Regions from separate parts of the Sus scrofa genome. Here region 2 is linked to region 1. A link is a contact called in public promoter capture Hi-C data. All regions are on one chromosome and are shown on one strand. Each heading gives the region's core, a stretch centred on a gene start, on an enhancer-like site or on the middle of the called end of the contact. The rest is flanking DNA. Distances are from core to core; before and after follow the strand shown.

Region 1 (7,205 bases), core at 3,512-6,011:
AGTGTTCCCAGTAGTTTCAGGCATCCACCTGGGGTCTTGGAACATATCCCCTAAGGATGAGAGGGATGGCAGGAAATGTCCAGAAGGCAAGATGTCACATTGGGCGCCCTCAGATAAAGATGAGAGTGACAATAGGCACAGAGGGAAAACAGCAAGAAGAGCCAGGGCCTGGCCCTGAAAGTCTGGGACATTCTGGGTGGAACTCGGGTACAAGAGTGAGCTTCTCCCCCGGGGATGTGACGATAGGGAGGGACAGGCAAGTGGGAACAGGCTCTTGAAAAGGGGACTTTGAAGAGCCTGAGACCCCAACTGCAATAGTAGCAGGGACCACGGTTAGCTGGCAGCTGGTAGTAAGGAGCTTCTTCTTAGGCTGTGATATCCAGGCCATTGGGACCCACACTGCATGCATTTAACGCGAAGGCCCAGTGACTAAGTCAAAAGGAAATAGGTGGGACGGGGGCGTGGCTACAAATACCTATCAGCGTTCTAGCAAAATCCACCCTGACCCAAACCAGACGTCCTCAGTATCAACCCTGACCTTTATCACATGTGTCAATAAAGACTTTCTTCCCCAGTGAAACTTCCCCACCATTTGTTACAAAGTCAGCTTCTGTTGTCAATAAGCAGTAAATGAGCCAGTGCATGAAAGGCCTCCTGAACTTTAAATCTGTTCAGGCTTTGCATAAACTACAGGCAGCCAAGGGGCATGGACTGGCAGTTGCTGCAGCTGCTGAAGTCCAGGGTAGGCCTGTGGCAGAATGAGGGGCAGCTGCCTGAACCCTATCTGTGCAGCCTGTGTCTCTGAGCAGAGCAGACCAGTGGAACCCATGATGGCTGGCTTGGATTGTCCTAAAGGGCTCCCCAAGAAGAGCGTATGTTGGGGGTGCTGCTATTTCTGGAGCCCAGGGCAGAGAGTCTACATTCTGCCTGGTGAAGGGGCGCAGGCCAAACCAAGCTGGGAGAGAAAGCACTGAGGGATCGCAGGGCAGTGAAACAGATACAAAAGTTTAGGCTTGGAGTTCCCGTCGTGGCTCAGCGGGTTAAGAAGCCAACTAGTATCCATGAGGATGCTGGTTCAATTCCTGCCCTCACTCAGTGGGTTGAGGATCCAGCATTGCCATGAGCTAAGGTGTAGGTCACAGTGAGGCTTGGATCCTGTGTTGCTGTGGCTGTGGTGTAGATCGGCAGCTGCAGCTCTGATTTGACCGGTAGGCTGGGAATTTTCATATGCTTCAGATATGGCCCTGAAAAATATAAAACCCTAGGGCTTCTCTTTCTTCCTGAACTCCTGACTGTCCCCAGGGAACAGGGCCTTTGCTAGAGGAAAGAGAAGAGCTGTCCCACCTCCACCCCAGAGCAGCCAAGCCACTCCCGGGGGGTTCATCCAAATTGTGACGCCCACATGTTCCAAAATAAATGCGTGCCGCTGTGGTCTGCTTTTTGCTCTAAGTCCCGTGCTGCCACCCGTGGGGTTGGCCTTTGACACCAAGACTCAGTTGCCCTTTATCATTGCTTTAATGCCAAGGAAGGCTAAATTGCTCCATGGTTACGTTTAATGGCAAAGTAATTCCAGGCCGTGTCTACCCTTTAATGCTCACCTTGGAGGCAGTTTTCTGGCTGCATCGCTGCATAAATTGCTTTTGTGTTTCCGCAATTCTACTTCAAGATCCTTGCCAGTGGGCCGAATATTTTCTAGCTCTGAAACTACAAGGCCAGTGGATGTCACGTCATGCTGTTTCCTCCTTGCAATTTTTGGAGAGCCTTGAGCAGCAATACTCATAAGGCTCGGGGTCGCACAGCTCTCGCAGGAGACAGATTCTGAAGGTGGTGATGGGAGCAATTTCAGGGCTCGACACCTGACCCAAGAAGCATCTCTTCCTCAACTGCCTCAGCCATCCCTCTGCTTTCTGTGTGAACCTGTGGCTGCCGTATAGATTATTTCACCAGCAGCAGCCGGGGTGGACGGGAGCTGGAGACTCTGAGGGTGTCCAGATGGAAAGCCCCTGAAAAAGGCAACACGATCCCAGGTAAAGTGGACTCAACTTGTTATCTGAACCGTGTCACCTCTTGTGGGGCCCCCGGGTCCTATCGAGACCTTCGCTCTTCCCTAGCAGAACCCACGCAGAACCCCAAACATTGCCCGATTCCAAGGGCAATGTTCCCAAGCCCTTTCTTCTCCCTAATCTCTCATCTGAATTTGAATTTGTCTGTCCTTCATCCTAGAACCATGTCTTACGGCAGTCGTGGTAAGTCGGCCTTTTAAAAGCAGTATGCATGAGTGGGTGTCAAAAGCTTACGAAAGGTGAGGGTGCAATGGAATCGATTGCTTCCTGCAGCAAAGGAAAGCTATGCTGATCACATGCTCTGTGAACACAGTCGAACGCTGACCTTACACAGTATTTTTGTCAGCAGTGTGCCCTCTCTGAGAAGAGGGGAAAAGAGCCCTGGTTTACAGCGCTTGCCTGTTTCCGTGGGCTGAGTACTCCCATCATGGCCTGACTTCAGCCTCTGACAACTGAGCAACCAGCCTGGCCCTCCTTTCCCAGGCCTTCTTTTCTGTGTCCACTCTTCCCATGTCAATTCCTCTTTTTAAATTTTATATTATATTTTTTAAATGGCTGCAGCTGAGGCCTACACCACAGCGGGCAGCAACACCAGATCCTTAAGCCACTGAGCAAGGCCAGGGATGAAACCCACATCCTCACAGAGACAATATCAGGTCCTTAACCCACTGAGCCACAACAGGAACTCCTAAATCCTCTCATCTGAAGTTGCTTCCACCAAGTTCAATCCTCAGCCTTCTTCTCTAGCAGTCCACGGAGGGGATTCATTAGTTTTCCAAGTTCCAAGCATCACCCTGTGCTGGAGACTATGTCCAGGGTCCCTCCCTTCGAAACCTCCCTGGCTTTCTGCTCCCATGGTCCCCTGTCCTCTCAGACCTCCGGTGGCCTGCACGACACTGGGTGTCCTTCCCTTAAACCAGATCCACTTCCCTCACCCGTGAGCGTGTCCTTCTGAGGCTCCCAGTCTCAAAACCAGACGCCCAGCTTCTCCCAACCTCTCATTTGTTTCCAGGCTCTGTCGTCCTTCCTTTACTTTCCCGCCCATCTCCTCCCTCCTCTGCCTCCCACTGCCACCACCACGCAGCCCATCGAGGCCAGAATGGTTCATTACCAGCTTCTCAGTGGGTTTCCCCTCCATCAGGGGACGTGCGTCTCAGGTAGGCTGACTGCCCTTCGGGGGCAGATCCCTCAGCGTGGCAGAGAAGGAGGCAGCCCTGCTCAGAGCTGCCTCGGCCCGGATCCTGGGCAGTACATTCAGCATGGCTGGCCCCACCCCCAATCCCGAGATTAGGACGAACCCGCGAGCACATGCACACGTGCCCACGCACACGCATGCACACTTCCAGGTGGCCTCTGTTGGTGGGAGGGTGGAAGCATCACAGCTCCAGCGGAGAGGCACTGGAGCCTCTTCCAAATTGAATCCTCCCCACCAACCACCTCCGGTAAACCTCAAACACGGGCTACTCAAGGCCCCCAAGAACCTGTCACTTCCTCTCTCCTCCCTCGCCTCCTCTTTCTCAGGCCAACCAGGCCCAGGCCTGCCCTCAATTCCCCCCTTGTTTTCATCCCCTTCTGAGTCCTCCCATCTTCTCAGTGTCTTTCCCGGGGTTCCCAGCCCTGCACTCGTGCTCACTCTGCTCCTCTTAGCCTCTTGCTATTCCTATTCTATGGATCCACCCAGCCTGGTTCAGCCTTTTTCTAACTGCCCCACTGCATCCCCAAGCCTTCTCAAAACACCTTATAATCACTTCCATCCAATCCCTCGCCTGTCTTATGGCCTTGTCTGCTGAACTGGACACTCAGCTTTGAGGACGGCGGCCACTCATCTCTAACCCGCATGCCAGGTACAAGGAGAAGTAGGGAGCCCCTAGGTAGATGCCATTTTTAAATGTCAAGTTCTTCATCCAAACCTGACTACCAGCAGTTCCCGCTGTGGCTCAGCAGGTTACAAACCTGACTAGCACCCATGAGGATGTAGGTTCAATCTCAGATCATGCTCAGTGGGTTAAGGATCCAGCCTTGCCGTGAGTTGTGGTGTAGGTCATAGCCTTGGCTTGGATCCTGCACGGCTGAGGCTGTGGCATAGGCTGGCAGCTGCAGCTCCAATCGGACCCCTAGCCTGGGAACCTCCATATGCCACAGGTGCTCCCCTAAAAAAGCAAACAACAACAACAACCACCTGACTACTAAATCCATGGCCACCCCAGTCTCTGATGTGCCCCTTCAGAAAGATTTTAGCAGCCAGGGCAGGACTGGAGCTAGAGAAAACATCAGCCCCTCACCAGCTCTTTCTCGAGCAGCCAGGAAGAAAGGAGGAGTTGGTGCCAGCAGGTGGCAGGAAGACCACCCAAGAGAAACGAATGGTCTCTGCCACACACTAATTCCTTTGTGCGATAGAGGCTGATGATGAAACTGACCTGCCTATGTTTCTTCCTCTCCATCAGCCCCGCCATCCATTTGTCCTCATCATAAAGATACAGACGGGGGAGCCGGAGCAGTTTGGCCGGGATCCTTACCTTCCTCCACCTGGAGGACATCAGTGCTGTCTTTCAAGTCTTCATCCACCCAGGGTCGAGCCTCAGCCCTGGCTCGAGGCTCCTCTTCCCTTCTCTTGGTGGCTCCATCAGCATTTTTAAAGATCCACACCATCAAAATGCAGACAACGGCTACCAAGACTGGAGTCAGAAGAAACATGGTGGTGAGGCCGATCCCGACCGGTGCCCATCCTTCCCAGGCTGGTATTTAAACAAACAGGGACGGCAGTGGGGAATGCCGGGAGTCGGAGTGAAGGCACGGAGAGGTGAGCCTGGGGCGGGAACGGGATGAACGCTGACTCTCCCAGGACTTGGCAAAGGAGCAAAGATCACAGCCGTGTGCATCGGGGTGTGTGGTGGGGCTGGGAACGGGCTCCTGCCCTTGGTTAAACTGTGTGCTCAGTCAATCTATCCTTAGACAATAATTGCCAGGATCCGAGGCGACACGGGGAGGCACTAGATCTTGGCAGCCGTGGTGGAAGGGAGCCAGGCTTCCTCTTGAACAGCAATGTGTCCTCCACTTGCCAGGAGCGAGGAAGCAGCTGGAGTGGCCCATTCTCAGCCAAGCTCCCGCCCCATCTGAGTGGTTACCAAGCCTCCTGGGAGAGTCCCCTGTGCTTTCGGACACTGGGGCAAGAGCTCGCTCAGGTCTCCCACTCACAGGTGAGTCGGCATTATTTGAAGTTCACTGCGAGCCACACGGGAAGTCCGAGCATTATTTGAAATTTTTTTCAACTCGCATGTGCTATTTTTTTCTACCTTTTTATTGTGATAAAATATAATCCTGCAGAAGCTACCCTCCTGGCCCCCTTTAAGTGCCCAGTACATTCAGAATGTTATAACCCCTTACCACTCTTCCCAAAACTGCTTCATCATCTCAAACTGAGACTCTCTACTCATTAAGCAATAACCCCCCGCTTCCTCTTCCTACAGCCCCTGATAACCTCTCGTCCACTTCACGTTGCTATGATCTGACCACTCGAAGAACCTCATGTCACTGGAATGATACAGTATTTGTCTTTTGGGGGCTGCCTCTTCCACTTAGTGGAAGGATTTCAAGGTTCATCCATGTTTTGACATGTATCAGAACTGCATTCTTTTTCATGGCTTTGCATGTGCGATTTATTTTTGTAGTTAAAAAATAGATACTAGGCGTTCCCGTCGAGGTGCAGCCGAAATGAATCCAACTAGGAACCATGAGGTTGTGGGTTCGATCCCTGGCCTCCCTCGGTGGGTTAAGGATCCAACGTTGCCATGAGCTGTAGTGTAGGTCGCAGACGTGGGTTGGATCTGACATTGCTGTGACTGTGGGGTAGGCCGGCGGCTACAGCTCTGATTCGACCCCTAGCCTAGGAACCTCCGTATGCTGTGGGCGCGGCCCTAAAAAGAAAAAAAAGAGCATTACAATACAGCGCGTCGAGTGTTATGACAGAGGTGCACTCTGGGTCCCTCATTCAGTCTGAGACAGGACCTGACTCCACTGAGGACATAAAGCTTGTGCTGTCTTGACAAACCCAGGGTGACTGGGGACAGTGCTACTCAAAGAGCCTGTGCCAGGACTTAATCAATGCGCTGTACCCCTCCTTGAGAAACTCTTGCTGAAAAAAAAGAAAAGAGATAAAGACAGAAGGAAAGAAGGTCAGCTGACCTCTAGAGTGTGTATGGTAGCGATGCGGCTGATTTGCCTGATCTACGGTCTAGCGTGTGCTCCGTGTCTCATTTCGTGTTTGGTCCTCAAGAGTGGCTGCATGAGCCAGTCTGCAGACCACACTGTGAGTTGCCATCGTCTCGAAAACACATTTTCCCAAGACACACATAGGACTTTTAACTTCCAGTGCTGCTGTTGAATTGATTGTCCCTGACATGTGCCCTTCCTGCTTTGGGAACGCCCTGCCAGTGTACGTGCAGGATACACATGTCCAATGACGTGAAAGAGAACTTTTCAGGACGGAGACTCCCTGGGGCCCTGAGTGAGAAAACACTGTTCTGATGGTTTGTACCAGCAACGTGCCCCCAAGCCTTTCTGCCCAGGGTTCATTTAGCAAGAGTCCTGTCAAGTATTCAGGACGTGCCTGTGTCTGCACCAAAGACTTATCTCAGTTCAAGTGTGAAGCTGGGAGGAAATTTTTTTCAGTGTTCGTAAACCTGGAGTTCCCTGGTGGCCTAGGGATCTCTGGTTCGATCCCTAGTGGGAATGGTCTGCATGCCATGGGGGCAGCCTCCCAAAAATTAAATAAATAAATACATTTCTTAGACCCCATTGGCCTCAGCTGTACACAGTCTGCACTCCTTAATAACGTCAACACTATCAAAGGGCATTTATTACGCAGAGATCTAACACCCAGAGGGCTGTGGGAGGCAGAAGCATTACTACATGCGAGTACTGTGTTGATTCTTTATCTACATTGTCCCATTTAATCCACAGGATGAGGTGCTTATAGGCAATTCCACTGCTCCAGCAATTCCACTCCTGGGTACATGCACAAAAGAATTGAAATCAGGGTCTCAAAGAGATATTTGCACAGCTATTATGTTCATAGCACGGTTATTCACCATAGCCCAGAGATGGGAGCAACTCAAGTGTCTATGTATATATGAATGAGTAAAC
Region 2 (7,205 bases), core at 2,741-5,240, 470 kb after region 1:
TCTATCTGCATTCTTGAATTTCTTCCCCCTTCACCAAATCTTTACTCAGCTAACATCTTAGTGAGGTCTTCTCCCCTACAACTGCAAACCTCCTACCCCACACTCCCTCTCCTCCTTCCCTACTTCACCAATGATCATGTGACATAATTTTGTCTGCTCACATTAGAAGTTACAAGAAAAAATAGATGTTTGTTTTTCACTGTTGTATCCCCAGTGCTGTACCCCAGGAATGCAGAAGACAGTCAAATACCAGCTGCCTGAGTCCACAAATTCTATATACATTATACATGCAAAATGACAAAGATGCAAAGGAAATATAAGTAGAAAAAAAACGGATGCATTAGGGTAGTGGATTGAATTTTTTAATAAATAAAACTAGGTAAAAGAACAAGTGTTAGCACTGTTTTAAGGGGCTAGTACAGCATTTATAAGTCTGTTAAAAGTTAACCTTCCACAAACAGTCTGGTTTGGACACCCCTGCTCTAGGAGACCACCTCTCTCAACCTCACCTACTCCTGGCCCGCTTCTTTTCCTAACATTTACCATGGAATGAAATTATCCCAATGACAGTAGAAAATAAATTCTAATATAGCATTACTTGAATTGTCACATTCCCTTGCTAAGCAGGCTCACGGCTGTTTTAAATTAATTCATTTCATGAGCACATTATCAGTCTATAATTATAAAACAACTATTTTTCATTTCTATAGATCTGTAATGTCCAATATGTGGCTAGTGGTTAAAGTTAATTTAAATAAAACAAAAATCCAGTACCTCAGTTGCACTAACCACATTTCAAATGCTCAATGCCCCATATAGCTAGAGACTACCATATTAAACAGCACAGATAGGGACATTACAGACAGCTCTGTTAGGCAGGACTGTTATAGACTTTTTTCCTAAAATTTTATTTTAAAATATAAACCTGATTCAACTGAAACCCTGGAAGGGTTTTGTAATTCTCAGCTCTCTATGTCAGTGATTCTCAAAGTGTAGTATCTGGACCAGCAGTAGAACATTACTTAGGAACTTGTTGGAAATACAAATTCTTTTTTTTTTTTTTTGCATTTTCTAGGGCCACACCCAAGGCATATGGAGGTTCCCAGGCTAGGGGTCTAATCGGAGCTGTAGCAGCCAGCCATCGCCAGAGCCACAGCAACTTGGGATCCGAGCCACCTCTGCGACCTATACCACAGCTCACAGCTCACAGCAATGCCAAAGCCTTAACCCACTGAGTGAGGCCAAGGATCGAACCCACAATCTCATGGCTCCTAGTCGGATTCGTTAACCACTGAGCCACGAGGGGAACTCCTGAAATACAAATTCTTAAGAGCCCCAGCAATCTATCTTAATTTGTTTGAACAAGCTCTCCAGTTGATTCAGGAGATTCTGAAGCATGCCCAAGCTTTAGATCATGGTTCTAAGAGCAATTATCATCACAACATAAGCTATAAGATGAGATGTACCATTACAGTCTAAAATAACCTATAAGTGATACAGCAGCTATGAAAGCATAAACAATCATATTTCTATTATGGCTTGTAAAAGAAAAATTCAAGACATTTTCAATAAAATTATTATAATATTAAAATGAAATCAATCATGAACTTTATTTCATTAAAAAATTAAACTTGTAATTTGCTTCCTCTTCCAATTTGCAGACCTCTTTACAGTTCAACATCAGCATAATCATTTTGATCATTTCCTAAAGATTCATTAGAAGGCTTTAAGTTAGGAAGAATACACAATGATGGAATAACCAAGAAAGAGTGAGAAGTTTTCAATCTATGCTCAATTGAAATTTTCACAAGAGTAAACATTACTTTTATAATAAACTAATAAAAATAAAATCTATTAGCTAGAATTCAGCAGGAAGTTGAAACTAAAGTTGCACAACTGTTACAAAAGAGGCTAAAGGATGAGTACTCTTATTTCCTCTTACCAATGATAGACTTAGAATAAAACTAAAGATGTGCAATGTCAACACTGATGTGTGTTAAATGTTTCTTACTAAATTTTCTGATAAGAAAACATCCTTAGCAATTTCAGCTAAGAACAGCAATGCAATACATTAAAGTGATTATAAAACTACTGAGAAAAGAGCTAGTCTTGGCTTACTACAAATTTGGCCCAAAAAGAAGAGACTTTAAGAGCCTGATTGCTTACAAATTTCTGCCATAGCCAAGTGTCTACTGCAATAACCTATCGGTGGAAAATTACTTAATCACAATTCAAGTACAGAATGTTTCAGGTGTGTACATTTTAAGAAATGCTATAAAAAATATTTAGAACATATTGAGCTTATTATGCTCAATCAATGGGAACCTAAATCCAAATTATCATCTCGGCACATAAATTTCCACTTCCAATCAAATATCCTTCCATAAAGTGAATAATGACAATGCTCGACCCAATTTTTAAATATAAGCATTCATTACTAAACACTAAGGACATGATTTCCGAGCTTTAAATATTGTAAAAAAAAAAAAAAAAAAAAAAAAGGAAAAAGAAAAAGAAAGTCAAATGACTAATATTAAGTACTAACCATTTGCCAGACAACGCTATTGATTTCTCTCATTAATCTTAGTATTCCCACATATATTTAATTGACATTTACGAAAAAAGGAAAGATTATTAAGTTCTCTGAGAGAACTCAAATACGTTTTTTAAAAAGTCTCAGCCCTCAAGGAGGTTACAAATCGAATTAGGAAACATGACAAACACATGAAAAGCTAAATAATCTATAATATATTATATATATATACATGCATATAATTAAAAATACCACGTGGCAGGATGTGATTATTTGCAAAGTCAGGGGCAAAGAAGTGGGCTACAAATCTGACCAGAGTGAGAGAGTATTACGAACTCTGGTCTTTCTGGTCTCCCGACCAGACGGCGACACTATATTTCGATTTAAAAAAAGAAAGTGACACAGCACTCGTCACCCTAAAATTATCATCAGAGAAAGGAATACAATAACTAAAGAGAATGGTGTAAAGAAACTTCCATACAAAGCTTCTAAAGCATACAGTAGCCCTGGAAAAAGTTAGAACATTCCACATATACAATCCTTTGCTGGATCCCAGTATCTCTAACGGCTCCTGAAATACATGTCTCTCGGGAAGAGCATCCCCTGATGATTTCTTCCTCCGCCCCCCACGAAGCTTTCCCTTGGACAGCCGCCCCAGAAATTTCTCCCAGCATCCGCAATGACAATACTCTCATCTTCCTCTCCCTCCCCTCGCCAGTATCAGACGGTGGCATCTCCCTCCAGAGGAAAAATCAGAGGGCGGGGGAGGCAGAATAGGAGAGAAAGCTTGCAGCTAGGTCGATTACGACAGAGCAGGAGGTGAGAAGACGCGGGGGTCGAGGGCGGGGTCCCCTCAGTTCCAGCCCAGTCTCCAGGAAACCTGGCCAACATCCCACTCCTCAGGACACGCCCCTCGCCGGACCCCGATCAGGGGGGGACGGACTCGAGTGACAGCCCCACCACCTGTGCCTCGCCCCTTCCCCCAGGCCCGCGGGGAGACGCCTGTCCCTACCCCACCAGCAGCGGCCCCTGGGTCTTTCTCTCCGGTTCCCGTCCACGTCCCCGAAGAGTGACAGGTCCCAGGGGAGGCAATCGCAAGCGCTTGCCATTTGGGACCGCTGGTGCAACCCTGCGCCTAAGCCCTCCAACAGGCACGGGGAGGAGGATAGGGACAGAACGTTCCGGGCGGCCCAGGGGGACCTGGTCCAGGCCTGGCCTTCCCCACTTGCCCCACACCGGGCGGGGGTGGCACTTACTGCGGAGGTTGTGGATTAGCTCCGAGTGGCTGGCGCCGCCGGATTTCCAGGCCATCGCTAGGCACACCCGGAGCAGGTACAGAACCACCTTCAGCGCGGCGACGGTGCCCAGCAGCTTCCCCAAGAGTGAGACCACCTCCCACACGGTCACCGCCCCGCTCGCGTCCCCGCTGTGGCCGCCGCTGTGACTGCCGTCGCCGCTGCTGCCGCCACTGCGCGCTCCCGGCATGCCCCGCGGCACGCATGCGCCTTGTGACGCCGCGCGGCCTCGGGTGCGGCCGGGGTGGGGCCGGAGGCGGGGATGGCTTGGTGCCCAGCCGCCCGCGTTAGGTCCCGTTGCGGCTGCCCGGGACTGGCGGGATGGCCCGGCTGAGTCAGCGCCACCGCCTCTGCTGCGTGGCCTTTCTGATGCCGCGGGCTGCGCAACGCCTCTTTGCTGGGTTTGCCCTGCGGCCAGGCGGGCGGGGTGGGCCCCGGCGTGGTCGGTGTCGCGTGCCTCACTACAGCTCTGGTCACCCAGCGCGGTGAAAGGATGGTAGGGCCGATCTGGTTCCGCAGCTGCCGGTGGCTCTGCAGTCGCCGCTGGGTCAGCTGCTGCAAGCGGCGGGGCTGCTCCTATAGCTGTCCAGGTTGTTAGACGGTGGGCTTTCTCCGTCCTGCCTCGCCCAACCCAATGAATGACTAATACATAGGTCAGTTAGATCCAGAGCTCCCTATGGTGGAGCTTGAATAACTGTAATAGAACTGGAAGGAAAAGGTCCTCTCTAACCCAAGTACTCCAGCCTTTGACTTGTGATAAGTAAGTTAGCGTTTGTGAGCAGAGACTTTGGGATCCTAGTTTGTTCTCAGCTGTAGAGCTTGAATTAGAAGAGTGGAAGAATACTGAGACATGGCGTGGGGGGTGGACTGTGGGGAATGCTGTGCTTCTCAGAACTTGTTAAAAATACTACAGTATCCTATGGCAAATGTGTTGTTCTCCCAACACAAGTGTGCATTTTCAGCTATTTAAGCCTCACAAATTCCACCGTTAGACTGGACACCAGCTTTCTTGCTATTAGCTGTGCAAGAGAATGAGTGAAAAGCTGACAAGGAACATTGCCTGTAGCATCCAACTCACTGACTTATAGTCAGAACCGAGAGTGGAAAAATCCAGTCATCATATCACTTAATACAATAAACTTTTAAGGAAGGAAATAAAGCTATGTCAAAACATCAGTGCCACTGTGTCAGCAACAATTTTCAAGCTTCTCACCAGTCCTTGGCAAATGTGACACTTATCTAACCCTAATCTGAAATATGTATTATTTCTTGGGATTCTGCAACAGTAAAGAAAAGTGTACTTCAATACTGGGGGCAAATTTTCAGTTCGGGACTCTAAATTTTCTATTTCATTATTAATTTCTTAATAATCTTGCAGTTAAAAGCAAAACACCAGTCAGTTTTCAATAAGAACCTGATAACTGTCTCCAAAGCTGACCTAGATGGATTGCATTTCCATGCGATGCTTCCACAAACTGGCTGTGAAATAGGACTACCAAGATCAGATAGACACAAAATCATGGCCCCATTTAAAGAAATAACCAACACAGTTATAGCTATAGTATAAAGGAGGTTTGTTTGGTTTTTTTTAAGATGAATATGTCCTATCTTTTGTAATAATAGGATTTACCTTCTAATTGGGGAGGTTTACATTTTTAAAAAAAGCTAGCAACAGGAAGCAAAATGTAAGTGCTCTTAGTGGTCTAGATATTAAGGGATATATTTATTTAGATCGTCTTGGGCTGAAGTAATAGGAAAAAAAAACTAGAGGAAGGAATTAATCCTTGAAAGATAGGGAAGATTCTGAGGCAGAAAGGAATTTTTTTTTAAGGGCGGAGGTAAGCAGTCGACGTTACATTTCAAAATCATCTTTAATTATATGCATAAATGAATTGAGGAAGGCTACAAAGGCAATGAGAGTCAAAATTATAACTGGGGTCTTCAGAATTCCAACTCGTTTGATAGTGTGTATTAAAAACCTTGAAGAGAAGGATTTGTTTGGGGGACAGGGAGAGAGAGGCTTTGAATAATAAATTGGTACGTTAATGGATGTACTTCCATGAGAATATAAGGATTTTGAATCTTTTCTATGCACGGTGAAATTCAAGACTTAATACTTAGGTGTGGCTATTAGAGCTTTTCTCTCGTTGACTCTTTTGCTTTTTGCTTTTTAATTTGTTATGCATTGCACAGTTACTGCAGAAATGCACCGCGTCACTGTTCACATGCTGACTTTGCAGGTTTGGAGCAGATCCTACAGCACGGGGACGGGCACACTCTTGCCTCTGTTCAGAGCCGCCTGGCTGAGGAAGAGCGTCCCAACTTCTTCCCACTTAGGGGCTGCTGGTTCTTTCCCCGCACTGGAGACGGAGGAAAATTGGCCCTCTGTAGCCACCGTCCTCTTGAGGTCCGGTCCAATCAAGGCTTAGCGGAAAGGGGCGGGACTGAGTGGCGCGCGCTGTGCTTCTACCTCTGCTTCTGCCTCTACCTCCCCCGGGTTGCTTTCAGCATGGAGGAAATTTATGCCAAGTTTGTGTCACAGAAAATCAGCAAGACCCGCTGGCGACCGCTATCTTCGGGGAGCCTGCAGACGGCGGAGACCTTCGCCACGGGCTCTTGGGACAATGAGGTACCCCTACTCCCGGGCCCCTGCCTCCTCTCTCCCTCCTAGAACTGCACCCCCGGCTGCCAGCGCGCGAACTCTCTCCGATTCTAGCTTCTCTCGCCCTTCTCTGTCCCCTGAATGCCTGTCTCATGCTCGGTTGCCCAGTATCTCAAAGCCATCGATGGTGTGTGTGTCTGAGTCTCGAATCTCGTTGTGTTTTCAAGGATTATCATCCCATTTGCCTAAAACGATTTTAAAACAAGGTTGATTGAAGGCAATGAAAATTTTAATTTCAGCGAGTTTGACGTGTATTTCGTCTTTGCTTTACAGGAAAATTATGTTTCACTGTGGTCTATTGGAGATTTGGGGAACGTGGACTCTGATGGAGGATTTGAAGGAGACCATCAGTTATTGTGTGACATCAGACACCATGGTGATGTAATGGATTTACAAGTAAGCCTGTGTAATAGCCAAAAGCTAACTTTAAAAAAAAAACAAAAAGAAAAAACTGAGAGTAATACATTTAGAAACATCAAGGACCTTAAAGTTTGTCTAGTCTCACCCCGGGTTCAGCAGAAACGGAGTTCTCTAAAGGTTATGTATGATTGGCCAGCATCATATAGACACTTATTGGCAGAATCAGGACAGGACTAGGGAATGTGGAGTTAATCCTAGCTTGTTGTTTGTTTAATTGACCCTACTATGTGCTAAGCACTGTTTTGGGAGCTTTACATAAGTAATTTAATTCTCATCACATGCTCGTGAATTAAAT

The links. Promoter capture Hi-C pulls out the DNA fragments that hold promoters and counts their contacts.
Region 2: a contact with region 1 is called in a promoter capture Hi-C map of liver, with 2.2 times the contacts expected there. The contact joins the promoter of NUP43 here to the promoter of IYD in region 1. A contact is called at or near these places in 1 of 5 promoter capture datasets (liver) and 1 of 47 Hi-C or Micro-C datasets (liver).

What each region holds. Positions count from the first base shown.
Region 1 is chr1:15,774,386-15,781,590 of Sscrofa11.1, forward strand. IYD (iodotyrosine deiodinase) reads right to left here and starts at 4,762. Exons shown (of 5, transcript NM_214416.1): 1 at 4,580-4,762. The coding sequence starts at 4,757. LOC106508815 (a long non-coding RNA gene) reads left to right here and starts at 4,773. Exons shown (of 3, transcript XR_002342452.1): 1 at 4,773-4,863; 2 at 5,126-5,260; 3 at 5,531-5,820.
Region 2 is chr1:16,245,503-16,252,707 of Sscrofa11.1, forward strand. It overlaps NUP43 (nucleoporin Nup43), which reads left to right and starts at 3,991. Exons shown (of 9, transcript XM_021086883.1): 1 at 3,991-4,229; 2 at 6,371-6,457; 3 at 6,764-6,886. The coding sequence starts at 4,017. It overlaps PCMT1 (protein-L-isoaspartate (D-aspartate) O-methyltransferase), which reads right to left and starts at 3,865. Exons shown (of 7, transcript NM_001195780.1): 1 at 3,790-3,865. The coding sequence starts at 3,844.